Regions from separate parts of the Mus musculus genome. Here region 1 is linked to region 2. The links are chromatin contacts, called in public Hi-C maps. All regions are on one chromosome and are shown on one strand. Each heading gives the region's core, a stretch centred on a gene start, on an enhancer-like site or on the middle of the called end of the contact. The rest is flanking DNA. Distances are from core to core; before and after follow the strand shown.

The links. Hi-C and Micro-C count contacts between places; a contact is called where the count stands out from the background.
Region 1: a contact with region 2 is called in a Hi-C map of cortical neurons, with 4 times the contacts expected there. The contact joins two enhancer-like sites. A contact is called at or near these places in 1 of 39 promoter capture datasets (hippocampal neurons), 2 of 484 Hi-C or Micro-C datasets (cerebral cortex and cortical neurons) and 1 of 115 datasets of contacts at active chromatin or transcription factors (forebrain).

The regions. Positions count from the first base shown.
Region 1 is chr7:63,923,702-63,927,292 of GRCm38.p6, reverse strand. The region is part of intron 1 of Klf13 (Kruppel-like factor 13); the gene reads left to right. Among named protein-coding and RNA genes, the nearest start is that of E030018B13Rik, 8.6 kb to the right of the region's middle. Within about 2 kb of position 1,477, at least 300 of the 459 cell types and tissues checked have an H3K27ac peak or open chromatin away from gene starts, as enhancers often do. A contact at or near this core is called in cerebral cortex, cortical neurons, forebrain and 1 more, where this site is marked.
Region 2 is chr7:63,343,978-63,347,484 of GRCm38.p6, reverse strand. 4930554H23Rik (RIKEN cDNA 4930554H23 gene) reads left to right here. Exons shown (of 10, transcript NR_131089.1): 10 at 2,426-2,793. Among named protein-coding and RNA genes, the nearest start is that of 4930554H23Rik, 99 kb to the left of the region's middle. Within about 2 kb of position 1,679, at least 28 of the 459 cell types and tissues checked have an H3K27ac peak or open chromatin away from gene starts, as enhancers often do. A contact at or near this core is called in cerebral cortex, cortical neurons, forebrain and 1 more, where this site is marked.

The DNA.
Region 1 (3,591 bases), core at 228-2,727, 580 kb before region 2:
AAGCCCCAGACATGTTGTTTGAACAAGGATGGTGAGCCTAAGTTAATTACATAGTGGCCAGTCACATGAGGATGTGTTGACTGTAGTCTAGTCCTTAGCAGCTCTCCATTGTCTACCTCCCCCCACCCCCCACCCTCCCACCCCGCCCCCCAGACAGGGTTTCTCTATGTAGCCCTGGCTATCCTGGAACTCACTCTGTAGACCAGGCTGGCCTCGAACTCAAATCTGCCTCCCAAGTGCTCCACCACTGCACGGCTTAAATTTTTTTTTTTTCCTTCTCCATTGTCTTGACCCATGCCTCTCCGATCTCCTTGTTCTTGCTTCCACCCCACCTTAGTGGTGATGGTACCTACATGTTTCTCCCATGCTCCTCCCCTACCAGGTTTGCTGAGTGACCTGCAACATGTAGGTGGTCTTTAGGACCCTCGGACTGCCTTAGGTTCTCAGGAAGATTTTCTCTAATCTGCTGTTTCTGACTATCAGCCCCTGGCAGCACCTGGGACACACAGGGACTTTGAACTATCATCTTTTCCAGAGTGTCCTCCACCCCCAACCCCCTTTGCTACTTGGCCTGATACAACACACAGTGTCTTCTGTGTGAGCCCTGGGCTTTGTAGAATGTCCATATGTCAAGGCTGTGTGCCTGCCAGGCTTTGTGGAGGGATGTGGCTCTCTGAAAGAGAACAGTCAGGGTGTTACCTGCACTGGCACGGTTCTGCCATGTTAGCAATCAGAAAGCTGGTTTTCCCGAACTGCCAGGCCTGCAAGACTAGGTTCTGATGTGGCCTGTCCTGTGGATAGGCATTTTGCTTTGTCTAATTGTATCACTCTTAAGCCCACACTCTAGCTTTTGAAAAACTTCAGCCTTTATTTTCCTGTCCCCATTCTTCTACTCTGTCATAATAAGTAGTATCCCCTTACTAGAGATGGCATCCCAGGTTTTATATATGCTAGGCAAGTACTTTTTCCACTGAGCCCCAGCTATTTTCCTCTGTCAGTAATCTCGTTAAGTTTCCTGGGCTGTGCTGGAACTTAGGGTTCTCCTGCCCCAGCCTCTCGAAGAGCTAGAATTATAGCTCTTCACTCCCACATCTGGCTCATGGCCTGAATTATGATCCAGTGTTATGAACTCATTTGTTAAATTACCCGTGGAGCTCGGCTTGGAAGAAAGAGTTTATGTGGGTGTGTATGGATGCGTGCACACATACGAGCCATTCAGCCAGCACATAGGACAGTTGCTCCCTTGGATGGAAGTTAGCCATAAGCTGTCCTGTAGGTATACAGGCTGTAGCAGGAGTGTTTGTTGCTGTAGTGCCATGAGCCTTTCAGAAAGCCTGATGCCCTGCAAGAGCTGAGGAGGAGGGAGTAGTATGCTGGGCGTGACTGTGCCAACAGGGCTGTCCTCGGGATGTAGAGAGGGACCCGTAGTTAAGCACAAGGGACTCTGCCCTCCATCCCTTCAGGTCTCCTCACAGATGTGGAGCCTGGGTGGGTACTGAGTGTGGGCATGGGCTGTCCAGCTGAGGGTGCAGTCTGGGCACATCCACCCTTAATTTCCTCTTTGTACTTTGGACCCAAGCTGGTTCTAACTTGCCTTCAGTGGTTTCCAACCCCCAAGGAACCCCGGGGCACAGGGGACTGAAGGAAGGAGAATGTGGGCGCCTCTCCTTTGTGCTGTAGGTAGCTATGCAGGGGAGACGACTGCGTAGCCATGAAGGAAGCTGTGGCTTCCTCCTTCCGCTCTCTGGGGACACCCTGGCACCTATCCTCTGTGGTGTTGGGGAGGAGGTGGCTTGGTTGGCTGTTCCTGGTCCCAGCCAGGGTCCTCCTACACAGCAGAACTGGAGGTAAATACTGAGTTGCCTTGACAACCAAGCTGAGTCTGGGATCCAAGGGCTCCTTGGCTGGAGAAGCTTTCATTGTCTCAAGTTTCTAAGATGGGTTTCTATTTTGATTTTTTTTTTTTTTTTAATTAGCTAGTATGACTAAGATTGCAAAATGCCTGACCTGGTTCCCATAATTTCTTAATAAACATTTATATTCCTTTTATAGGAGGAACATTTCTGTGATTCATTGACTTTCTTTTAGGTTGGTGAGGCAGGGTGGGGGCAGCAGAGAGGGCACCCCACTGCCGACAGCTGGCACAGCGTAGGCTTCGGAGTACTGGCTGAGGGCCAGAGGCTAGGAGCGCTTACGTAAACACCACACCAGGATTTATTGGCTTTGAGGCTGATTAAGTTCCATGGAAAATTTTGGGGAGCTGTTTCTCTTCTCAGATGCCCATAAGTGGAGCTTCCAGAGCCCGGGGGCCACCTACCTTCCTGCCCAGAGCCAGTCTTCCTGGAGGAGTCTAGGGTGTGAACTGGTTTTACACCTCAGCCATGCCAGTGAGGATTATGTTTGCTGTTAAACTCTAACTGTTCTTGCAGGCAGTCTGGCAGCCTGGGTCAGCTGCACCTGGCCAGGCTCTCCTGCCCACATGCTTGGCTGTTGATGGGAGTGTCCCTGTGGGAATGGCCAGCCCATGAGTAGATTCAGCAGCAGGTTCCCATGGCCTCCTGTTTTGCCAGGGTCTCTTCTCCGACAGGTCACCTTATATATCCTTGCCCCAACAAAGAGCCTGGTGAGTAAGCTGGGAAGCGCATTCATTCACTTTTCTGGCCAGAAATGTTGGTCTAGGTCACCTGGTGGATGGTTTATCCATTGAGGCTCCCCTTACGGTTGTGTAGTGTCAGTCTCGTGGTTTATGTATGTCAAGGGGGCTGGATTGTTTTATGGGCTGTTTATTCCATTTTCAGTGTGGACCTGCCAGGAAAGCAACTCTCTGCAGTAGCCGTTAAGAGTTGTCACATGTGGCAGGCCCCCAACCCAGCACCAGAGGAATGTCCAGATTGGCTGCCCTGATTTCAGATTCAGGGCTGCCTTTGCTTCCCCTGTCTAAACATGCCAGCTCCTCCTGCTTTCACTAGGGAGCAGCAGCTGGCCTTCAGCAAGAGGCCTGGCCTAGCCCCTGAGTAGAGAGCTGCCTGGTGTCCCCATCACTGAGAGTACCTTCCCACCCCACTCTGTGTAACTTAGACATGGTCCTGCTAATATGACCAAGGGTTATCTTTTTAAGGATGTTTGCAGAATTGAGGTTTTTGGGTTTTTTTGTTTTCCAGAATTTATTTTATTGTGTTAAAAACCAACTAGAGTTTTTACCATTGCAACGAGGGGTGGTGAAGACCCTAAAGCATGGACACGAGACTTTTGTTGTGTTGTCTATAAGGCCCAGTGGTGTTGCTGTCTCTGTCCCTGGCCAGCTGTGTGAGGTTTGACTTCATAGATGGCGTGCTTTAGTGCCCTTCTTTAAAAACCTCTTGGTGTTTCATTTTTTTAAAAGTTGCTCTTACATTTACTTTTGTGTGTGTGTGCATGCACACGTGCACATCCCACAGCATACATGTACGTGGAGGTCAGAGGACATCCCGGGGGAGTGAGTTCTCTCTACCATGTGGATTCCAGAGATCAAACTCAGCTTACCAGGCTTGGTGACAGGTGTCCTTACCCATTGTGCTATTTTGCTTTGAGGAATGCATTCTGTTTGATAAT
Region 2 (3,507 bases), core at 430-2,929:
AATGCTATCCCGAAAGTTCCCTATACCCTCCCCCAGCCCTGCTCCCCTACCCACCCACTCCCACTTCTTGGCCCTGGCATTCCCCTGTACTGGGGCATATAAAGTTTGCAAGACCAAGGGGCCTCTCTTCCCAATGATGGACAACTAGGCCATCTTCTGCTACATATGCAGCTAGAGACACGAGCTCTGGGGGTACTGGTTAGTTCATATTGTTGTTCCACCTACAGGGTTGCAGACCCCTCAGCTCCTTGGGTACTTTCTCTAGCTCCTCCATTGGGGGCCCTATAACACCATTACTCTTAACCTTCCCCAGCAGGCCCTGCCTTTCAAAATGCTTCCCAGAACATGGACTTTCCAATACAAAAGCTTGGACACATTTGGACAGCAGTGTGTGTGTGTGTGTGTGTGTGTGTGTGTGTGTGTGTGTGTGTGACCCAGCTCTTTTCTGGTGACCTTTGTGTGTATTTCCTGATATGACTACTTCCCTAGAATACATAGCTCATGACCCTCTATAAAATTACTCTTTAATATCTTGTATTTACAGTGGTCAATGTTTTAAACATGTTTAAAAACATATTTACATTTGGTCTTTAAAGGCCTGGACTCTTATAAACACAGTGTTATTTATGATAGATCTAGGAAGCTCACAAACTCTTACAAAGCTGGTTAAACTTGGCCTGTTCTCATATCCACACCGTGGAGAACTCAGTCTTTCGTTATCCACATGCCACAGTTTATTTCTCTTGTTCTTGCTATTACAACTGCCTATGCCCTACTGCTCTCAGTGCACTATGAAGCCCATTGAGCAGCAGCATCTCTCAGTTGTATCTCCAGGCTTAGCCTATCTATCCTAGCATACAGTCACATGCAAGTCAGCACTCAGTAGTGTTTGGTTCAGTGGAGTCTTCATCTTCCTGGATAACTCACCTGTTTTTCTCACCTCCCATTCTCCATATGGGCCAAGAGGCCCAGAGTCTTCGAGGCCTGAGTGTCTCTGACATTCTCTAGCTTGTGTCTGTGAACATGTGCGGATATTAGTCATCTTATGCAGAACAGGATATATCTGTCACTTCTCCCCATGTGAAACCCTCCCTTCAACAGGATTTATTTTAAGAACTGTGTGAGAAGAGATAATTTCACAGGCAACCCTGTGAAAATCCAGTTTGTCAACATTAAATTCCTGTTTCATCTGATTGTTCTGAGCGCTTGATCACCAGGGGGCGCTATTGATCAGGAGGCTCACCCAGTCCCCGCTGCTGACTGTAGGGCTGACTAATGAAGCTATGTGACCATGCAGGTTCCCTAACCTGTATCTTGACAAAATAGGCGAGTGTTGTTTGCATCATATTGAGAAGCACGCTGTGTCCATTTTTGACTGGTGGTAATCTTTGACATCCTGCGTGCTGGGTGGCCACTCTGGTCCTGACTCACTGTTTCTGAAGTGGCTGGGCTCAGCCAGCTCTTCACTTTTCTCTAGATAGAATTGAACCACATCAGAGGACTTTTTTCTTTTCCCTCACTGATACACAGAGAAGGAGTAGGGTGTCTTCCTCCTCCACACTCTGGGGCGGCTCAAATTGGGTGAGAAACGCCACGGGTCTGATTCTATGCTGCCTCAAGCTGTGCAAAGTTCTGTGCATCAGCTGGGAGGAATCGCACCCCTTCCTCCACACACCCACACCGGGAGTTTCTATAGCAACTTTGGAAGAGGAATTTCCAGGACTGCAGATCCTGTCACAGTAACCCAGTGCAGGAAGAGAGTGTGGTTTGAGGAGGGAGCTAAGGAGCCAGAGCCTAGAGCAAAGCTGGCAGTGTGGGGTGATGTTCTACAGACAGCCAGGATGCTGAGGGGCCAGGAAGTCTGGTCCAGTCCCTCCTGGCTTCCAAGCAACTGGCAACTCAGAAGCAGTTCTTGAGCATCTTGTAGATAATAATTGCACTTCAAAGGTGGTTACAAGGATTAAATGGGGGAGCTTTGTAGGCTTCTCATTTGATCTTTTCTGAGAATCCCTGCAGGCCAGGCCACAGTTGAGTCCAGGGGAGGGCTGCTTGTGGGTGTCTGTAGAATAGAAAGGCAGTTATACAAGTGGATAGCTTGATGAAGAGACAAAAATATGAATATCAAAGCATTCTAGCCACAGAGATGATGTTTTCTCTCCCACTTTTATATAATGACACTATTTATGGTAGAAAGGTTTCTTTTAGCTTTTAACTCTGTTTGGACCCCCAAAGGAACCTTTCAACTACATACCACTCCACATCACACATAAACATTCTAAATCTGAAAATCAGCACGCTTGTCTCTTAACACCTAGGTAATGAGCATTAGACATTTATTCCAGCCGCGAGTCTATATTGCAAGCTTCCTACACCACACACCCTGGGGAGTGGGGAAAGAGAATGCTCAAAACCTTTTCCCTTATAGGCAGGAACCAGCAAGAGAGATGGGATGTGTGAACCATGTCAGCCACCGCTGTGCACCTTCAGAAGATAACAGACGTGCCTGGGAAACCTGTGAACCGGCTCTGTGGGACAGCATTGGTGTCGGATGGGCCTTGAGTGGATGCCACGTGAATGCAGAAGGCAGTTCAGTCAAGGACAGAGGCAGAGATGCTGGGTACTTCTGAGGTGTCAAGAATCCTGGAGACAGAGTTCTTCCAAGGCTGACCCCATTATGCCTACAATCCCCATAAGCTCTCTTCAATAATCCTCTGACCTCCTTTCTCTCAAGTAGGCAATAATCCCTCTTCTTTGGCTTCTGTGAGGATTAAGTAAATCAAGAAGCCATCAGTCTCAGCTCCTGGCATTTAACAGATTCTATGAAAAACAATTTTAAATGTAGAAACCACAAACTGTGAAAGTTGGGAGTGGATACAGTGCAGGAATAAACCGAGGGAATTACCTGTTTGTGTGGGTGGGAATTAGATGAGAAGATAGCTTTGGGACATTTCTCGAAAATTCGGTAATAAAACATCCGCTGGCGGCTCCTACCCAGGTTAAGTGAGACAATGGGAGTTCACCTTGAGACTTTCTTCTCACACTAGGGGTGTTAGGACAGGAAACCAAGCTTTTCTTTCACACAGATGTGTCTGGGCTGAAGCTTTGTCCCTATCCCCTCAGCTTATTTATTTTTCCCTTTTTTTGAGAATAGATTCTTTTCTTATACAACATATCCTGTTCACAATTTCCCCTCCCTCTACTCCTCCCAGCCCCTCCCCCACCTGCCCTCCAGATCGGCTCCTTTTCTGTCATTAGAGAAGAACAAGCTTCTAAGAGATAACAACCATACGTGACAAAATAAACCATGATGAGATAAAACAAGAACTATCACATCACGGTTGAGTGAGGCAACCCACCAGAAAGGAAACAGCCCCTGAAATCCGGCACAAGAGTCAGAGATCCACTCATTCACACACTCAGAAGTCTCATAAAAATACTAAGCTCAAAGCTGTAATATATACACAATGGGCCTGCGCTGCAGAGCTGTGTAGGCCCTGTGCTTGCTGC